Regions from separate parts of the Zea mays genome. Here region 2 is linked to region 1. A link is a contact called in public Hi-C data. All regions are on one chromosome and are shown on one strand. Each heading gives the region's core, a stretch centred on a gene start, on an enhancer-like site or on the middle of the called end of the contact. The rest is flanking DNA. Distances are from core to core; before and after follow the strand shown.

Region 1 (2,559 bases), core at 43-2,542:
CCCAAGATGGTATTTCTCCTACCACACCAGCCCCAGAAACCTGTAATGATGTCAACGATCTGAGCTCACCGATCGAAGTGGGGAGGTGCTCCTGGTGTAGGTCGTCAGCTGCTGCAATACCTAATTTCTTGAGGGCTTTGAGATTACTTATTGAACTAGGAATGGGACCAGAGAAGTTAGTGTTGCTACAAAGCAGTTCCGTCATAATACTGGCAGATGAGAAGTTGGGCAGTAGACCGGATACTTTAGAATTATAACTGACATCAACAACCGTCAAGTTTCTGTTCTGGAAGATCCTCATGGGGAACCGTCCTTCGAGGCGATTATAGGCAAGACGAAGAACACTGAGGGAAGGCATGTCAGCGAAGGACTCTGGAATCCGGCCGTACACTTTGTTGTAGTTCAGGTTGATCTTGGTCAGCGAGCGAATGGCTGACAGCGACTCACAAATCGGAGCGTCGATGTGGGTGTTCTGTAGGCTGAGAACCTGGAGCTGGGGAGTGGAGTTAGCGAAGGCACTGCACCACGCTGCCCCGTTGCCAGACAAGTCGACGTTGCCGAGGTGAAGCTCCTTGAGGTTGCTGAGGTTGGCGACGAGCGCTCCGATGTCTGGCTCTACGATAGGCCACCTCCCATCCCCGAGCGGCAGGAAGTAGTCGTTGTCGCCCTCAACGAGGTAGATCCAGTTGGTGAAGTCCAGAGACACCAGCTTGCTGAGCCGCCGCATCCCGTGCGGTATCTTGCCTACGAAGTCGGTGTAGGAGAGGTTGAGGTGGGTGAGCTCGGTAAGCCGCTCGAACCCGGCGGCCGGGAGCTCTGACTCGTTGAAGGTGTTCGTGGACAAGTCCAGGTACCTCAGGGAGGTGAGGTCGAAAAGCGCCGGGTGGAGGCCGTCGCTCTGCAGCCCGCATTCGCCGAGGTCGAGGGTGGTGACGCGGCCGTCGGCGGCGGCGGCGCAGGCGACGCCCTCCCAGCGGCAGCAGTCCGTGCCGTTCCGCCACGACGCGAGGGTGCACGTGGAGTCGGTGGTGGTGGAGATGGAACGCCGGAGCCGGAGCAGCGCCGAGGACTGGTCCGGCCGGCACGGAGCGGCTGCCGGTGGCTTGGTAGTTTGGTTGCTGCTGGTGGCGAGGGAGCAGGAGAGTTGGTGGATTCCAAGGACAACGAACAGGCTCAGCAGGAGCTGCTGGTTGCTGGTACGGGAGACCATATTGAGAGCTCCAGAGTCCAGACTCGTTCCTCTTGTTGCCCACGCCTCGAGGGGTGGCACGCGCAATATCGTGCTAGTGTTTCTTCTCTCTGATTATTTGACTGCATTCTTGTATATAAGTATAAACCATGGCACACGCACACGCACACGCAAGCACAAAACAAGTTCATCTGAACGCATAGTTTATTTCTTAATTTTTTAGTCTTTTCTTTCTCGTATAGAAAAGGGGCTTTGAGCATAAACACCACTTTACTACACTATGGATCCTACAGATAACTTATTACGTCTTACAAATTAGTAAGCACTAATAAAGTTATACTCTACGTGCTATTTATTTGTACAAATAAATAAGCACTACGGATCTTATGTATATTAACGTTAGGTGCTGACATAAGCTACGTGCTATCCAAGAATGCAGAAAAGACCAAAGAGAAGAAACACAACACGGTAGCTACTGGATAATTTATTTAAAAAAAACTAGTGGACAAAATATTAGCTTCATCAACTCCTAATTAGAGGGGAAAACAAATTCTTCTCGCTGCTAGCTACAGGATAGGGATGAGTCAAGTGTGTTTGATGTAACAACTAAAATTTTGCCACTCATAGTGTCGGAGACCATAATTAGGGGTACCCTCAAGACGCCTAATTCTCAGCTGGTAACCCCCATCAGCATAAAGCTGCAAAGGCCTGATGGGTACGATTAAGTCAGGGATCAGTCCACGCGAGTGACTCGATCACGCTTCACCCGAGCCTAGCCTCGGCCAAGGGCAGCCGACCTCGAGAGACCTCCGTCTCGCCCGAGGCCCCCCTTTTTACGGCGGACACATCACCGGCTCGCCCAAGGCCTTGGCTTCGCTCAGAAGCGACCTTGACTAAATCGCCACACCGACTGACCAAATTGCAGGAGCATTTAACGCAAAGGCGGCCTGACACCTTTATCCTGACACGCGCCCCCGGCAGAGCCGAAGTGACCGCCGTCACTCCACCGCTCCACTGGCCAGTCTGACAGAAGGACAGCGCCGCCTGCGCCACTCCGACTGCGGTGCCACTCGACAGAGTGAGTCTGACAGGCAGTCAGGCCTTGCCAAAAGCGCCACGGCGAACTCCGCTCCGCCCGACCCCAGGGCTCGGACTCGGGCTAAGACCCGGAAGACGGCGAACTCCGTTCCGCCCGACCCAAGGGCTCGGACTCGGGCTAAGACCCGGAAGACGGCGAACTCCGCTCCGCCCGACCCCAGGGCTCGGACTCGGGCTAAGACCCGGAAGACGGCGAACTCCGCTCCGCCCGACCCCAGGGCTCGGACTCGGGCTAAGACCCGGAAGACGGCGAACTCCGCTCCGCCCGACCC
Region 2 (2,559 bases), core at 43-2,542, 140 kb before region 1:
TGCACTAGAACACTCCTGGGTGGCGGTGCACCTGAGGACTTGACACCGCCAAGAAATGCCCAGTTACTATTCCTGAAAGCACATCAACCAGCACAAGTTGATATTGAAGACAAATGGAGAAAATAAGTATCTATCCAGACCAGAGCCACACTCACCCTAAGTTGACCAACTGCACGATCCGAACAAACGCATGTGTATCATGGTATGGCAGTGCGCTCAGCAGCAACTCATCCGAATTGTATACATGCACCCTACATGAAGGTTCCCACCAGAAACAAGAGAATAAGCTAGAGCTCGTAGGGCCATCGGCAAAATTAGCTGAGCTAAATTCATACAGGTATCTGCGGATAAGGTATTCAAGGGTCTTGAGGGCAGAGGGAAGATGCAAATAGCCAGCTAGAAGGCGAAGGTAGGTGGAGATAGACTTGTTGAGTTTGTCGTTCTCCTTGGGAGTCAACTGTTCGCGGTTCACCTCAAGGCTAGTCTCCCTGAACAGAGTGTTGCTGTATTTTGCAAATCTCTCGTCTACGCTGGTAAGGTGCTCCAACCCTGAAAAGCAATTTGATTCAGGTACCGTAGAGGAAGAGAAGCTCTTCGAATGAAATACCTCATATGCAAAACTAAATTGGTTTTGTTTTTAAAAACTTCATTCAATTTGAGCTATTAGTGAAGTTTCATAAAATCGCATGCATAATTGCACAAGCATAAACAACTAGGTGTACTATGTAGACGGATGGGATCAACCTGCAAATAGCAGCAAAATCCAGAGGGAATTCCGAGAAAGCTGATTTAGATATTATATTAAATGGGAGCTAAAATAAGAATCAAACGAACCAAACAAAATTCTAGAACGCTCGGTTTAGCGGAAAATACAACCAAGTTGTCCTTCATGAAATGCTGGCTAGTGGCTACTCTAGAAGAGCGCAACTAATAAAGCATCAGCATGCTCGAACCGATCAGGTCGGTAGTTAGTGGTACGAACCAGAGAGGGCAATGGGCAGGATGGCCCGGAGGTCGATGTCGGCGGCCTCTTTGGCGTCGAAGAGCACAGACGGCCGGGTGACGGGCCGCCGAGCCGGCTCCGGCGCAGCGCCGAGCGCCGACTTGATGGCCTTCAGCTGCGATGCGATAGACGACATCGCCGACAGCTTGTCTCGTTGGCGGTGGCCGCGACTCCCTTGATGAGGAGAAAAACTGGTGCCGCCGCTACTGAACCCTAAACCCTGCGCGGCGGGACAATGGCGGCGGCGATGACGGGTCGGGACTCGGGAGAGGATCAGCTGTGTGGCGGTGATAGCCTGAAAAGGCAGAGGCGTACTTAGAGCCCACCTAAAGCGCGGCCCGGTCCAGGTTTTGATAGGCCCTTAAACGGATTTTCGCATGACGCAATGTAGCCCAATATCTCCAGTACGTGTATCCTCCTGCATGTGATTTCGACGTTTGTTGTTCACGTGTGTCACGAATCGGCCACGGCCCACTGTTCGCTGCATAAACAGTCAGCGGATAGACACACACCACTACTCTTTGCCTTGTTCGATGCATGTTGTGTGGCTCACGTGATTGTTTTAAAAAAACTAGAACATTAGGCGCCCCTTCGGGCACCCTACAGTGGTTAAAGGCAGAAGATAATAACTATGTAAATGGTATGGCCTAAAGAGAACACTTGCATTTCTAGCTATTCAATTTTAATATTTTTAGCATATACAGTCGACAGAGAGAACTTGCAAGCAGAACATACAACTATATCGTTGTCTATCGAGCTATCCTACAGTACCTCCTCCTCTTCTTCTTGGTGTTGCTGTCTATCAGTCTTGAGCCAAGCTTTCCATGTACAGTTAGTGGGTGTTAAATGTTCACTCAAGATCGGTCCTGTTGTTGTTATGCACAGGGACGGTGGGTAAGACGTCGAAAGGCCATTACGCTCCGCCTCCTATCTGGCATGCGAGAGCTCCCTCAACGCAAGGTTGAACATCTCCTTTAGGCGCGCGGATGAACTGGAAAGGACGTTCTTCTCGATCCGCTTCTGGTGCCTGCTGGTCTTCGACCACTCGATTCCCAAGGAGACCTGCACATTGCTTGCTCTTTGCTTGGGAGCGAGGTCCTCGACCTGGTACTTGATGTGGAGCTGGAAAAAAAACAAGATAGGAGCGCAGGTCAGAATCCAGATGTGTCGTGTTTCTCTTCTTCTGCTGGTATGAAGAAAATCGGCGCAGCAGGCTTGATCTTTCGTGTGGTGATTAGAATGGACCTCCTGCAGTTTTTTTTGCCGCCACATAGACACAGCTACCCCCTGACCACGTTACAGCACGGAATATCATAACACTAACTAATTGACCAAATGACAAGCATTTTGTTTCTGATAAAAGGAATGTTTTATATGTTTCAAGATCGTTACATCGAGTAATTTAGAAGCTGGAAATACTCCATCTAACAGACTTCAAAATTTTCGTTAAAGAAAACGGGGACTTCTGACAAGCAGAAGAGCATGCAAATTCAACCCAGAACGCCAGAGAGGAAGAAGATTCAGTTACGTATACAAACCGTAAAGAAGTCGCCAAG

What was found. A called contact is a pair of places that touch in the nucleus more often than the background predicts.
Region 2: a Hi-C map of tassel shows a contact between it and region 1, with 4 times the contacts expected there. The contact joins the promoter of LOC100193917 here to the promoter of LOC103649724 in region 1. A contact is called at or near these places in 2 of 25 Hi-C or Micro-C datasets (ear and tassel).

Annotation. Positions count from the first base shown.
Region 1 is chr3:14,637,360-14,639,918 of Zm-B73-REFERENCE-NAM-5.0, reverse strand. It overlaps LOC103649724 (receptor-like protein 11), which reads right to left and starts at 1,292. Exons shown (of 1, transcript XM_008675459.3): 1 at 1-1,292. The coding sequence starts at 1,210.
Region 2 is chr3:14,781,226-14,783,784 of Zm-B73-REFERENCE-NAM-5.0, reverse strand. It overlaps LOC100193917, which reads right to left and starts at 1,292. Exons shown (of 39, transcript NM_001349879.1): 1 at 983-1,292; 2 at 336-549; 3 at 156-251; 4 at 1-72. The coding sequence starts at 1,139. It also overlaps the pseudogene LOC103649725.